2 separate regions of the Sus scrofa genome follow, and region 2 is linked to region 1. Evidence: chromatin contacts called from public HiChIP or PLAC-seq data. All regions are on one chromosome and are shown on one strand. The core of a region is the stretch at or near the end of the contact, and the rest is flanking DNA. Distances in the headings are between cores, read along the strand shown. Region 1 holds the start of CHRNG (acetylcholine receptor subunit gamma). Region 2 has its middle 23 kb from the start of EFHD1.

The links. HiChIP or PLAC-seq counts read pairs in DNA pulled down with a chosen protein or histone mark.
Region 2: a contact with region 1 is called in an H3K27ac HiChIP or PLAC-seq map of skeletal muscle. The contact joins the enhancer-like site here to the promoter of CHRNG in region 1. A contact is called at or near these places in 2 of 5 promoter capture datasets (fetal skeletal muscle and liver), 11 of 47 Hi-C or Micro-C datasets (embryonic fibroblasts, epiblast stem cells, liver and 4 more) and 2 of 2 datasets of contacts at active chromatin or transcription factors (alveolar macrophages and skeletal muscle).

The regions. Positions count from the first base shown.
Region 1 is chr15:133,047,290-133,054,878 of Sscrofa11.1, forward strand. CHRNG (acetylcholine receptor subunit gamma) reads left to right here and starts at 4,379. Exons shown (of 12, transcript XM_003133731.3): 1 at 4,379-5,078; 2 at 5,278-5,417; 3 at 5,650-5,694; 4 at 5,882-5,991; 5 at 6,563-6,718. The coding sequence starts at 5,024. It overlaps CHRND (acetylcholine receptor subunit delta), which reads left to right. Exons shown (of 11, transcript XM_005672281.3): 11 at 357-550. The coding sequence ends at 539.
Region 2 is chr15:133,093,790-133,101,378 of Sscrofa11.1, forward strand. No RefSeq gene overlaps it. Among named protein-coding and RNA genes, the nearest start is that of EFHD1, 23 kb to the right of the region's middle. Within about 2 kb of position 3,917, at least 4 of the 83 cell types and tissues checked have an H3K27ac peak or open chromatin away from gene starts, as enhancers often do. A contact at or near this core is called in skeletal muscle, where this site is marked.

The DNA of each region.
Region 1 (7,589 bases), core at 3,129-5,628:
CACATGCCGTGGGTGTAGCCCTAGCAAGCAAAAAAATAAATAAATAAAATAAAAGACAGCCTTATATGATTGTTGAATATTGTAGAACTTTAAAAGATTCTGTCTTGAGAAAGGGGCCCCTTTTTCCAGTTCACAAAGAGGCTAGTGGCAGCAGTGAGTGGCTGGGAGGGAGGCTATGGCCCCATTCTCCGTCTCCTGTTTGGGGGACATGCCAGCCCAGCCCATCTGCTGTGAGCCCGAGGCAGGCTCACAGGTACCCCGAGGCCATGCCTCTGTCACCAGGCCCCAGCTTGGGGCATGCGTCTGTGGTTTGAGGGCCCTTCCGACCCCGCTGTTTCTGTCACCTTTGCCCCCAGGAGAAGGACTGCTGGAACCGGGTGGCCCGCACGGTGGATCGTCTCTGCCTGTTTGTGGTGACGCCCATCATGGTGGTGGGCACGGCCTGGATCTTCCTGCAGGGCGCCTACAACCAGCCTCCACCCCAGCCTTTCCCCGGGGACCCCTTCTCCTACCGCGAGCAGGACAAGCGCTTCATCTAGAGTGGGCCTTGGGCGGGGGGGGGTGGGGGTGGGCTGGGCTGGGAGGCAAGGTTGGGCCTGAAAGGGATGGGCCTGGAGGGGAGGGGGAGGGGGTCGGGTGGGGGTGGGGTGGGTAGCTGTGAGGACAGGGGTCTAAGCATCCACAGACTCTTCTTGGGGAGGCTGACTCCCAGCCCTGAGACTCCAACCCAGTTGGTCCTGCGAGGCTGGAGCCGAGACTCAGCTGAGATCAAGGGAAGCGAGGGAGAAGCCCCATTTCTCAACAGTGGTTCCTTTGTGAATAAAGCCAGGAGCCAACGGAGGTCTGAGAGTGGACCCCAGCTGGGGGCGGGGCAGGATGATGGGGGGAGAGGCAGGGGGCTGGCCTTCGGGGACCAGGGAGGATGGCACTCGGGCCGGCCTTCGGGGGGGGACGGCTCTCTGAGGGCCTTTCATGGCTAGCTTGATTACTGTCTGAGTACCAGATGTCCACAGCTCACAGTTCATGAAATCAGGGATTTACAATGAGCTTTCGCCTGAAAGTTATTGCTGCTCTGTCATTAGCAAAACAGTAAGTTTTTTAATTAATTACTTTTCATTTAATTCATTCTACTGAAACTCAACTTTCTGGTTAAAACTGGAGTGGATGCTATTTATAATCCAAGCTTTTACATCAGGTCCATTGATCTATTGGTCCCTTCTTTTCACTCCAAAGAAGAACTGATAGAATCATACATTAGATATACTATAGAGATGCAAAATTTGTTTCACTCTTGGAATTTCTTATTGTAACATTGTATGATAACCCGAAATATTTTACTTGTGCCTTTGCTTTAAACAATGAAAGTTTTCCATTTGCTGCGGGAGCGGCCCTAGAAATGGCAAAAAGACAAAACAAAACAAAACAAAACAAAAAAAACTTCTTGCCTCCTCTGCCCCCAAGTGGAGGTAGAGCAGGTGGGATCCTGTGCCTTCACCCGCCCCCCCCACCTCTTCCAGCCACCTCCTCCTGACACCCCTTAGCCTTGGGCTTCTGAGACACCACCTGGAGCTGAGGTTGGGGAGACCCCTCTCCAGGCCACTGGCAGAAGAGATTTTTGGCAGGCGTGGGAGCACCGGGAATGCAGAATGGGCTCCCCCAGGCCCTTCTGCCTTGGCTTCCCTGTCTGGTTCCCTCTGGGAAGCTGGGGCGGGGGGTGGAAGGGTCAGGTTCAGCATCTGCAGGGGCCAGAGGTCAGCCCATCAGCCTCGGGTCACACACACCATCCTAGAGCCCTGGGACTCGGCCGTCCGCCCAGGATTGTCCCCTCTTGACCCTATTCCTCCTCGCTGGAGCGGGGTTGCCAGGCAAGACCTGGGACATACTTGTGCTAAGAAATGATTCCTTGTTTATCTGAAATTTAACTTTAACTGGGACTCTTGTAATTTACTTTGCTGAATCTGGCAGCTCCACCGCCAAGGGGCCCCCACCAATCCCATCCCGAGGGCCAAAGGCTGAGGGTGCAGGAGCCAAAGGATGTGTTTCTGTGAGATAGCCCACCACCAAGGTTGCCCCATGATCCCCACTTCCTGTTATTTATACCCTGCGTAGTGACTCCCACGGCTCCAGGACTTGTCTGTGCGACCCAGAGCATGGAGCGTAAGTGTTAGTGCGTCACTTCCGAGATTAGGTCCTAAGAGGCACTGTAGCCCCCCCCCTCTCTTTTTTTCTCTTTTGGCTTCCCCATGGCATAGGGAGTTCGCAGGCCAGGGATCAGATCTGCACCCCAGTTGGGACTTCATACGATCCTGGATCCTTAACCCACTGTGCCAGGCTGGGGATCGAACCTGCAGCCCAGTACTGTGGAGACCTGCTGGACCCCGCCCCCCTCTTTCTGTCTGTCTTGCTCGCACTCCCTCAATCATTCTCAGTTGGCTCTTGGACTTTGGGGGAGCCGGCTGGCATGATGAGCAGCACTGTGGAGAAGCCCATATGGCAAGGAACTGAGGCCTCCTGCCAACAGCTATGTGAGTGATATTGGAAGGGGATCCTTCAGGCACAATGGAGCCTTCAGAGGAGATCACAGCCCCCCAAAAGTCTCTGAGCTAGAACCTCCCAACTAAACGGCTACTGGATTTCTGACCCTCAGCAATCATGAGACAATAAATGTTTGTTGTTTGAAGAGACAACGTTTTGGGGTGGCGCCTTACACTAGCGGCATGACTTTCAGTGAACCACTCCTCATCTCTTGGCTTCAGTTTTCTCATCTGCAAAGGTGGCTCAGTGGTTAATGAATTCACCTAGTATCTGTGAGGACACGGGTTCGATCCCTGGCCTTATTCAGCAAGTTAGGGATCCGGTGTTGCTGTGAGCTGTGGTGTAGGTCGCAGATGCAGCTCCGACTCAATCCCAGGGCTGGGAACTTCCATATGCCACAGGTGTGGCTGCAGAAAGAAAAAAAAAAGTTTTTTTAAATCAAAAAGTCAAGGTACAAATCTTTAACTTTTCCCCTTGAACAGGGAAAGAAAATAGCTTGGACTTCTATCCTTCAGATGAACAGTCTGTCTGGGTCTTTCCTGGAATTGGCCACTAACGCTGGGAAGGTGCCTGTCTCACTGAGACCAGAGAGGGCAGAAATCAGATCCCTCAGCCACTGTTGTTGCCTCTCTCTGTCATACGGTGGCGCTGTGGGCAGCAGGTCTTAGTCCGACAGGAAGGTCTCCTTGTCTGACCTGCTCAAGTGGCTGTAACCATTCCAGAGAAGGCAACCCCCAAATGCCACACCCAACCAGGGGTAACTCTTACGCAGGTGCCCAGGGTCACAGAGGGTCCCCCGACAGTACCCACTCCCCCAGGGTGCTATCGGGACCTATCCATGTGGCCTTCCCTTCCCAGGAAGTCACACCCCAGGGACCAGCTTCCCAAGAAGCCAGAGGGCGTCCCTACACACTCTGCAGGCCATCAAGGCTACCCACTCTCTTGCAAAGGGCCATGAATCCATCAGGATTGCGCTGGGCCGTAAGGAACACAAAACCCAAAGAACTGTGGTTTAGGGAGTTCCCACTGTGGCTCAGCAGGGAATGGACCCAACTAGTATCCAGGAAGATGTGGGTTCAATCCCTGGCCTCGCTCAGTGGGTTAAGGATCCAGCGTTGCTGTGGCTGTGGTGTAGGCTGGCAGCGGAAGCTCCAATTAGACCCCTAGCCTGGGAACTTCCATATGCCAGGTGGGGGCCCTAAAAAGCAAAACAAACAAACCAACAAACAAAAAACCCTGTGATTTAAACAAGAAGTAAGGTGTCCTCTTTCTCACATGGTAAGCTGTGTCTCAGCTGCCCCACAAAGCTAGGAGGGACCCAGGCTCTGTGCCCCCTGCCCAGCCCTTCCTCCTTAGTGTCCCGGCTTTGTCTTCAGGCTGGTTGCTTCTGGTGGTTCGATGACTGTCACATCACCACGCATCACATCAAGTAGGAAAGGGGCCAGCCATTTCTGCCCCTTTTATCAGGAAGCAAAAGCTGAAGCCCCTCAGCCGACATCAACAGACACCCCATCAGCCAAGCTGTTTTCACCCGGCCACTCCATCTGCAAGGGAGCCTGGGAAACAATCATTTTGCTTTTCCAGCCTCTGGAGTAGAAGGTGGCAAAGCTGTTAGACCGCAAGTGAACACGAGAGATTTTCTCTCTTTTGCGGGCTGCACCTGTGGCATAGGGAGGTTCCCAGGCTAGGGGTCGAATTGGAGCTGCAGCTGCCGGCCGACACTACAGCCACAGCCACCTTGGATCCAAGCTGCATCTGCAGTGACCTACAGTGCAGCTCACGGCAACCGGATCCTTAACCCACGGAGCGAGGCCAGAGATTGAACCCACGTCCTCATGGATGCTAGTTGGGTTCATAACCCATGGAGCCACACCAGGAACTCCCAACCCTCCCCGTTTCAAGCTCACCAGGCCCCAGTCCCATGCCTCAGAGAATGGGGGGACACTGACCTGGTGCCCTCATTTGTGTTAAGGTGTCGTTGCCTGGGGGACAGAGCTGGTCTCTCCCGTGGGCACTTGGCCTTCAGCGTCTCAGCCTGGTGGAGTCACCATGGAGATGTCAGGCTGGTGGGACATGTTTGGGACGAAACCTGCTTACCCATCAGCTGTCACACAAACACATCCCCCAAATTCTGACCCTGGTCAAGGCCCCTCCTCAGCACCCTGCCTTCTCTCCCCACCCATCTGTCCCTGGCTGGTGTCCTCGGCCCCCAGCTGGAACATGGATGGAGCCTGAGCGTGGGGACAGATGCTGGACCGTCTCCGTTGGGGCAGACGGGGCCCCTCGGTCCTCCCCAGTCTGGGTAACCTGACCCTGGCATTGTGTCCATCCTGGAACAGCTGACGGCTCTGTGGTCAGACAGCTGGTGGGGCCAGGCTGGCTGGGGTGGGAGTGTGGGCTGTTACATGAGACCCAGAGCCTGCATCTCTCTAGCCCAGGCCGGGGGAGCTGCAGTCCCACTGCTGTCACTGCCGAAAGCTGCGGCGCCATGCACGGGGGCCAGAGGCTGCTACTCCTCCTGCCACTGCTGGCTGTCTGCCTGGGTGTGGACCCTGGGGGGTGCAGGGCCTGGAGTGTCCAGGAGCCGGGGTGCAAGGCCTCAGGGGACGGAGGGTCTGGAGGGTTACTGGAGCCCGATTGCCACCCCCAGCTCCCTGCTTCTCCAAGTCACACCCTCCTGCGGCCTCCCTCTCCTTCGGCCCCAGAGCCCCTGCACCCCCCACTCACCGCGGACGGTTGCAGGGGCCCAGGGCCGGAACCAGGAGGAGCGGCTGCTCGGGGACCTGATGCACAACTACAACCCCCACCTGAGGCCCGCCGAGCACGACTCGGATGTCGTCAACGTCAGCCTGAAGCTCACCCTGACCAACCTCATCTCCCTGGTGAGCACGCGATGCAGGACAGGGGCCGGGTGGGGGGTGGCACCTCCTGCCCCTGGGACCTGCTGGGGGGAGAGGGGGCTGGCCCCAGCAGCCAGGAGCAGGGAGCGCCCACAGGGGAGAGCCCGGGAGCTGGAAAACTCCCGAGGGGGCCGCCCAAAAGCTGGGGTCTCGTCGGGACTAACCTCTGGGGAGGCTAAGGGATGGGGTTTAGCCCTCCGTTCTGCACCCCCAGAATGAGCGAGAGGAGGCCCTCACCACCAACGTCTGGATAGAAATGGTGAGACGCCACCCTGCCGCCCTCTTTCCCTCTATCAGCCCCCACCCTGGGGTCCCGAGGCCCTTGGAGCTGCTGTTTCCCTCCAGCCTCGTCCACCCCTCCCCTCCCTCACCCCACCCAACCCCAGGCTCCCGTTCCTGGGGGTGGGATGGTGCAGCAGGGGCCTGGCCACCCCCTTCCCCTGCAGCAGTGGTGTGACTACCGCCTGCGCTGGGACCCAAGCGACTACGAAGGCCTGTGGATCCTGAGGGTACCGTCTGCCATGGTGTGGCGGCCTGACGTCGTGCTGGAGAACAAGTGAGGACGGCGTGCAGGCAGGGTGGGGGGACAAAGGACACAAGGGCAGAGCCCAGCAGGACAAGGGGGCTCTGGGAAAAAGAGACAGGTGAACAGAGGGTGCAGCCTGGGGACCCCACGGGGACAGGTGATGAGGGTAGGGCCCAGGGCCAGCAGACCTGATTCCAGACCTGGCTCCAGCACCTCCCACCTGGGCCACCCGGGTGGGTGGCTCTTCCTCTACCATGGGGACAAGGACAGCTCCTACAGAAGTTGTGTCAGGAGTCAACAGGACAGGCTCGCTAGGGCTGCCAATGGCCTGGCAGCTTAGCTGGTGTGTCGCTCACTGTTAGGACATGAAGAGAGTAGGGGAACGCAGTAGTGATTAGGAGGTGGGGCCGAGGGACCCTAGTGGGGTGGGTGTGGCAGGGAGGTTCCTGTGGGGCCAGGAGGGGACTGGGCAGGGGCGGGGGAGGGCTGCTGCCCCCAGGCTCCATCCACTTGGGGCGGAGGGCTGGTCTGGGCACAGGTCTTGGCCAGGCAGGGATCATCAGGTATGAGCCCCCCGCCTCGTGGCCTGGTCTGTACGCAGCGTGGACGGCGTGTTCGAGGTGGCCCTCTACTGCAACGTGCTCGTGTCCCCCGATGGCTGCGTCTACTGGCTGCCGCCCGCCATCTTCCGCTCCTCCTGCCCCGTCTCTGTCACCTACTTCCCCTTCGACTGGCAGAACTGCTCCCTCATCTTCCAGTGAGGCCACTGACGGGGGTGGGGATTTGGGGAGCCGCTCCAAGAGGGGCCCTGGAGGGGGAGGGGACATGGGGCTTCCAGCCAGGGGCATGACTCCACTTCCCTGGGGCCTCTGTGCCTGACTCGGGCCCAGACACCCCAAGACACCCATGTCCCTGCCTGCTAAGGCCCAGGCTCCTCGCTCACCCTCCTTCACTGCCTTAGTTTCCCTGCCTGTGCCCCAAAGAGGGACTATGAGGGCGGGGGTGGGCGGGCAAGAAGGCCCACACACGTCCATGACACGCATGCTCACACAGGCTGCACCCTCCAGCCCCGCGGAGGAGGGGGGCGCTGCCTCAGTGTCTTCATCCACTAATGAGTTCCTGTGGTGCAGAGGAAACAAACCCTAGTAACCATGAGGTTGCAGGTTCGATCCCTGGCCTTGCTCGTGGGTTAAGGATCTGGTGTTGCCGTGAGCTGTGCTGTAGGTCAATGATGCGGCTGGGGATTTCGTGTTGCTGTGGATGTGGTGTAGGCCAGTGGCTATAGCTCCGATATGACCCCTAGCCTGGAAACCTCCGTATGCCACAGGTGTGACCCTTAAAAAAAAAAGGGAGAAAGAGGGACTGTGTGAGGGTTTCCCCATATTTTACAGGGACGGTCTTTTTCACAAGGACACCTGGCAGGGAGACCCTCCTGGGCAAACCAGAGAGGTGCAGGGTCTCACCAAGGTCCCTGGTCCCTGTTCTCCCCCAGAAACAGCGGGATCCTGGAACATTTGGCCACCAGGGGGCGCACTGGGCAGCAGCCTCCTGGCCCTTCAACTCCAAGAGCCCAACTCCCTGCCCTGTCACATCCCGCCAGGATTTTCTGACCTCAGAAATTCTTGGCT
Region 2 (7,589 bases), core at 2,667-5,166, 46 kb after region 1:
CGGGAACTCCAGTTCATTTTAATTTTAAATTTGGGATGTAAGGAAGTTCAAATATTTAGATTTGAAAATAAGAATTCACTCCAGGCCTTAGCTTCAAATGTTTTCTCTAGCCCAAAGATGGTCACGTGCAGACTTCCAGTGACCTTGCCCATATGCCCTGCCCCGGAGGACGTGCTCACGGCCTCCGTTCCTGTTTATGAAAGATTTAAAACATAGTCCGGAGACTACTTCGATAGATAGAAATTTCCTTTCTATGTCCATCAGTCATGGGTCAAGTGGGGACAGACACCAGGCAAGTTATTTTAGCACTATGATAGAATTGTTGACGTATTTGCTAAAATAGACCTAAAAGAGACACTGAAAAACGGAAAGGCAGTAGCAGCTCCAGGGGGAGGCGCCACTGAGGAGGGTGCTGGTGTCTGAGGGCGAAACAGCTCCTGAGCTTGTTGGGAATGGCCCCTGGACTCAGCTTTGTCAGTGGGGACATTGGTTGCAAAGGCGAGGCTGGGATGGGTGCTGATAGGGCAGGAAGGCGCACGTCCGCTTTCCTTCCCCTACTGCTGAAGCTCTGTTGGAGAATCCAATGGTTTGCCAGCTGGCAAACCTGTGCAGGCTTCTGTGGCTGGTATCCCAGGAACAGAGTTGGAAACGGTGCATGAGAAGCTGAGAGAGGAGTTCCAGTCATGGCTCAGTGGTTCGAGAATCTGACTAGGAACCATAAGGTTGCAGGTCCGATCCCTGCCCTGGCTCAGTGGGTTAAAGATCCGGTGTTGCGGTGAGCTGTGGTGCAGGTCACAGATGCAGCTTGGATGGCGTTGCTGCGGCTGTGGTGTAGGCCAGCGACTACTGCTCTGATTGGACCCCTAGCCTGGGAATCTCCATATGCGGCGGGTGCTGCCATAAAGAGACAAAAAAAAAAAAAAAAAGCTGAGAGATAAGAGCCTCATCATCGTACAGTCCTCCCCTTTAGCCACTCAGCATCTGTACACACCCTTCTATGTGTACTTGAACTTCAGCAGAATTACAAAAGCAACTCTGTTTCTGCCCGAGATGCAGCTAATTGTAACATGTTCTCAGCCTCTCCCCCAAATGCCAAATGCAAAGCTCAGCAGCCAGCATGGGTTTCTGGACTGTGCTGATTCCTCTAATTCAGACATAGACTCATCTGAGCAGATAGATAACAAAAATAAAGGGTAAAAATTTCCCCCAAACTTGCTTGAAATAATGAGGAAAGAGGAAAATTGTGTGTCTACACATAACAATCAAGAATAGATAGAGGAGTTCCTGTTGTAGCACAGTGGGAACGAATCCGACTAGGAACCATGAGGTTGCGGGTTCGATCCCTGGCCTTGCTCAGTGGGTTAAGGATCCAGCGTTGCTGTGAGCTGTGGTGTAGGTCACACATGGAGCTCGGATCCTGTGTTGCTGTGGCTGTGGTGTAGGCCGAGAGCTGTAGCTCTGGTTTGACTCCTAGCCTGGGAACCTCCATATGCCGTGGGTACAGCCCTTAAAAACAAACAAACAAACAAAAAACTTCTGTATTTGAGTTTTGTTTCCTAGGAATTAATGCATTTTTGCTGTCGATGGTAGTTTTCCAGATGATCCGAAGGGTGCTGGCAACTGGCAACCAGAGTATTTGATCAAGGACCCTAAGGCCTGCAGGGAGGAGGTGAATCATGGCAGAGCCACAGGGAGGCTGGAGGCACCAGTGAGTCCACATAACAGGTGGGGTGGGGTCAAGGAAGGAAAGGACTGCAGGCACGTGATTCCAGAAAGAGGGGGTTCCAGACGGGGCCAAGGGAGGAGCAGGGAGGTCCAGGGAGCACGAGGGCGGGAACATACATGGCCCTAACGTCAGAGGAAGAGCAAAGCTGGGACGGAAGCTTGCTAACACCACCTCTTACCTGGGCAGGTGTCAGCCTCCCTGGTGCACGATGCTCACCAGTGTCGCGGCTCAGGCATCAGGGACTCCACCAAACCACAGTTCTAACTTAAATCCCTGTTGGTTTCCTTTACACTGAAGTGGGAGAGCATGAATTAAGACTGAGAGTATTGAGAGGGCCTGTTGGTTCCTCTCATCTTAGGTCTAAAGATTTTCCAAACTTTCCCTAAAGCCTCAGCTCTCACAGTGCTAACAGCCCGGGAGCAGGGCCGGACCTGATTCTCTAGTTCTCGACACACAGCCTCAGGGCGGATGCAGGCATGAGCTTGGGCTCAAAAATTGTCATTCTGGGGAGTTCCCTTTGTGGCTCAGCGGTTAACGAACCCGACTAGGATCCATGAGGATGTGGTTTCAATCCCTGGCCTCACTCAGTGGGCTAAAGATCTGGTGAGCAGTGGTGTAGGTCGCAGACGCGGCTCGGATCCTGCATTGCTGTGGCTGTGGGATAGGCTGGCAGTTGTAGCTCTGATTGGACCCCTAGCCTGGGAACCTCCATGGGCCACAGGTGCAGCCCAAAACAGAAAACAAACAAAAAGACACAGGAGCCTAATGAAACAGCTCCCAATGGCCAAAGCTGTAAAAATTTGAGCAACAAAAAAGAGTAGTAGTGTATTGTAACCCAAAGTATAAAATAAACATCCGCGGAGTTCCCGTCATGGCTCAGTGGTTAACAAATCCAACTAGGAACCATGAGGTTGTGGCTTCGATCCCTGGCCTTGCTCAGTGGGTTAAGGATCCGGCGTTGCCATGAGCTGTGGTGTAGGTCGCAGACGTGGCTCGGATCCCGCGTTGCTGTGGCTCTGGCGTGGGCTGGTGGCTATAGCTCCGATTCGACCCCTAGCCTGGGAACCTCCATATGCCATGGGTGCGGCCCTAGAAAAGGCAAAAAAAGACAAAAGGACAAAAAAAAAAGAAGAAGAAGAAAATGGCCCTTTGCTTCTGTGGTCTTCCTCCCAAAGACCCAGAACCCCCGTTTAAGCCTAAGAAAAAAAATCAGACAAATTCTGTCACAGAGGTATTCTACACTACACCCCACAAGGACGCCTCAAAATTGCCAAGGCCATCAAGAACGAGAAGAATCTAGGAATTCCCTTTGTGGCTCTGTGGGTTAAGAACCCAACATAGTGTCCATGAGGATGGGGGTTCAATCCCTGGCATCGTTCAGCAGGTTAAGGATCTGGCATTGCCACAAACTGTGGCATAGTTCACAGACGTGGCTCAAGTCTGGTGTTGCCATGGTTGTGGTGGAAGCTGGCAGCTGCAGTTCTGACTTGACCCCTGGCCTGGGAAGCTCCATATGCCACAGGTTCAGCTGTAAAAAGAAAACAAGAAGGAGAAGAAAGAGGAGGAGGAGAGGAAAATTGTGGTGCAGACAAGAGCCCAGGAAATCCCAAACCGCCCCCTGCCCCCCAGCACTATCCCAGGCAGGAAACAGGGGTGAGCTGACAGCTATGGTCAGGAAATCGTAACTGGACTTTCTGGAAGAGGAGAGGCCTCGGCTAACAGCATACAGGGCTGATCCATGCAGGTGGAGGGTCTGAGGGAGATGGGGATGGATGCGGAAGAGCAGAGGCCCTGAAATCCTTTTAGTCTGGAGAGAGGAACAGTGACAGGTGAATGGCTTTGCTGTCTCAATGACTGACTGGAAAAGTGGCCTTGTGCCATGGACCCAGGACTTAGAGGGAGACAGCCTTGCAGTTTAAGAAACTGATCATTTGAGCTGTCTAAAAATGGAGTGACTGGCTCGGCACTGCAGGTGAACAAGCAGAAGCAGGCAAGCCACCCCCTGGGGCATTTACAGCGGAGATCTCGGAGGCAGACCCCAGGGTAGAGCAGATCGCCTTAAGGCCATAGGCATCCCTGGATCTGAGAATCTCAGAGCTGAGTGGGAGCTACTCTGCCACCTCCCACAGCTACCCCCGGTTCGGGGGGCGCAGTGCCATCAGGCTCTCCAGCTGTCGTCAGTTGGTGAATTACACCCTAGCACCAGCAACAACAGGCAGCCTGCCAGTTTGGCCACGGAGGTGCTAAATGTCCAGGCTCTGAGCCCCCGGCCTCCTGGGAAATTCTTGTAGCACATTCATAAAGTGAGGGCTTGGTGGGGAGCTTTTCCAGACGGCAGCTGCCAGGAAGGGGGAGATGAGGGGTTTGAAACCCACCATGAGCTAGGCAGGAAATTCCTCAGGACACAGGTCAACATGAAGCAACATAAGGTCTAACCACTGCTGCACCTGTCATGCCTCTGCCTCCTCTCCCAGAACCCGGAGGCCCAGGGCCCCAGCTAAGTACGTCCTGCCGGTGGCTTTCCTTTTGCAGGCCCCGCTCCAGTCCAGGCGACCCAATGCCTCTGCCCTGGAAAGCCTGGCTGTGCCCCACCCTCTCCAGCCCACAGCGCCGTCCCGCGGTGCCTCTCTGCACACACCTTTTCGTTCTGCCTCATCTCCCTCAAATGTACTTCACCCCCCTTTCTTCTGGGTTTTCTTTTTTAGGCTGCCCCGTGGCATATGGAGCCCCCTGGCCAGAGATCAGATCCAGCGAGAGTGGCCACCTCTACCGCAGCTGTGGCAGGTTGGGATCCTTTAACACACTGTGCCAGGCAGGGGATCGAACTTGTGTCCTGGTGCTGCAGAGATGCCACCAAAAATCCCATTGCGCCACAGCAGGAACTCCTGTCCCCCTTCCTAAGGGAAGAGTTTTGTTTGTTTTAAAAAGTGCCTATTAGATAAACAGACTGGTACATCTGCGTAATGAGATGTGACTCAGTGATAAAAAGGAAAGAAATATCAAGCTATGAAAAGGCACGAAGGAAATTTAAATGCATATTATTAAGTGAAAGAAGCCAATTTAAAAAGGCTGCATACTGTGGTTTCCAACTGCATGACATTCTGGAAAATGAGTTTCTGTTGTGGCTCAATGGGTTAAGAACCTGACTAGTATCCATGAGGATGCAGATTTGATCCCTGTTCTTGTTCAATGGGTTAAGGGTCTGTGGTGTAGGTCACAGCTGCGGCTTGGAGCTGATCCCTGACTCCAGGAACTCCATATGCCCTGGGGTGGCAAAAAAAAAAAAGAAAGAAAGATCCAGAAAAGCGACAATTGGCCAAATTGCATTTTTTGTCTTGTAAATGGCTCTGTTTATTAACAATGTAAATGAAGAGCTTTCTGTCAATGGTTATTCTGCAGTGCTGTGGGCTTTTTTTTTTTCCCCAGCTGCAAGTTCCAGGGCCAGGGATTGAATCTGAGCCAGAGCTACAGTCTATGCCACAGCTATAGCAACGCTGGATCCTTAACCCACTATGCCACAGCAGGAGGTCCTTTCATTATATTTTATTTTACGTTTTGCTTTTTAGGGCCGCACCCATGGCATATGGAGGTTCCCCGGCTAGGGGTCAAATCGGAGCTATAGCTCCCGGCCTACACCACAGCCACAGCAACATCAGATCCAAGCCATGTCTGGGACCTACCCCATAGCTTGTGGCAATGCCAGATCCCTAACCCACTGAGCGAGGCTGGGGATCGAACCCACAACCTCATGATTCCTAGTTGGATTCGTTTCTGCTGTGCCATGATGAGAACTCCTATTTTTTGGGTTTTTTGTTTGTTTGTTTGTTTTCTTTTTTGCTTTTTGCAAATGGAAGTTCCCAGGCTAGGGGTCGAACCAGAGCTACAGCTACCAGCCTATGTATGCCACAGCCACGGCAACTCTGGGTCCCTGACACACTGAGTGAGGCCAGGGGTTGAACCTGCATCTTCATGGATACTAGTCAGATTTGTTTCCACTGCGCCACAATGGAAACTCCTGGACACTCCTATTTTTTAAATGAGAGTTGCAATGTACATTTCAGGTTCTCTCTTGTGTTTTTGTTTGTTCGTGTTTTTTGTCACATGGGCATTATGTGGAGGTTCCTGGGCAAGGGATTGAACTTACATCACACAGCAGCAACCAGAGCCCCACCGGTGAGAACACAGGAGCCTCAACCTGCTAGGCTAGCAGAGAACTCCCCTTTCATTATATTTTAAGCTGAAGCTGCAGTAGAGGGCATGGGAATCATTTTTGTACATTTCTCCTTTAACACCGCCTCTTGGAGTTCCTGATAAATTTCATGAATAGGCTAATTTTGAACCATGTTTGCATTCCTGGAACAAACCCCCTTGGTTGTGAAGTTTCATTACTGAAGCACAAGGTAGGATTTGCTTTAGCAACATCTAAATGCCTTTCATCCTCGGCTAGGACTTGCTGCCAGGGTTCCCCTCTCCTCGTCAGCATTTATTCATCTTCCTCTTCGAGGGTTGCTCTTTTTCCTGCTAAAAACAACCTAACTTCCCTAAACCCCACCCTTCCTTTTGTTTCTTCCCTTCCCGGCATCCGAAATGAATGCTCTGGGCCAGCAGGCACCATGCACTGCCCACTCTGTCCTGGGCCCCGTGACCCAGCCCCCTGCTTTCTGCATGCTCCCTGGCCAGGGGCATACTCGTCTCACTTCTGGCTGACCCTCTGGGGTCCCTGTTCCCTGCCCTGACATGTCCATCTCCTCCCAGGGCCATGAGTCACGTCCCTTTTCTGCTCCTCTTTCTTGTGTCTTCTCCCGCCACCGGCAGGATCTCAGGTTGCTGACACCTGAGATGTCCCGGCTCTTGTATCCTGTCCCCACTTTGCCACTAGACAGACTTCACCATCACTCCGAATTCTATAGATCTGAAGTTCATCCTCTTCCTTCCTCTCCATCTTCCTACATCCCACAGTTCCTCAAGACAGAGAAAACCCCTCTCAGCCTGCATAACTCGGACTCAGAAACCCTGGACACGCCGGTTTTCCTGGACACGCTCCTCCCAGCCGCCCTTCCCCCTCGGTACCCAGACATTCTCTTACCAGCTCTGACAACATAATCTCATTCTGTCCTTCTGAGCTCTGACAACCAGATAACTGTGATCCCATTTTACAGATAGGGAAGCTGAGGCTCCAGGAAATCCATGCGTTACCAGATGGGGCATCTATGCATTGCAGAGCCTAGGAAGAGGCAGGGAGGTCCTCAGCAGACGCCTCCCTCCAAAGCGTGTCCCAGCTCCGTGCAGGTCTCACTGTCTCGCTTTTGTCTCTTGCCCCATTTTCGTCCACAGTTGGTGATGAAATCAGACAGCCAAACACTAAGCCAAAGCCCCCAATCTTGGTGGCACGTTAAAGAATCAGGGCCAAGGGAATTTCTGTCGTGGCTCAGCGAAAATGAATCCGACTAGGAACCATGAGGTTGTGGGATTGATCCCTGGTCTTGCTCAGTGGGTTAAGGCTTTAGCGTTGCTGTGAGCTCTGGTGTAGGTCGTAGATGCGGCTTGGATCTGGCATAGGCCAGCTCTGTGGCTCTGGCATAGGCTGGCAGCTACAGTTCTGATGAGACCTCTAGCCTGGGAACCTCCATATCCTGTAGGCGCAGCCCTAAAAAAGAAAAAAAGAATTAGGGACCAGAGTGGCACAGTGGATTAAGAATCTGACTGAAGTGGCTTGGGTCACTTCCGAGCACAGGTTTGATCCCCTGCCTGGATTCTGCATTGCTGCAGCTGTGGCATAGGTTGCAGCTGCAGCTCGGATTCAATCCCCAGCCAGAGAACTTCCATACGCGAAGGGTACCGCCGTTAAAAAAAAAAAAAAAAA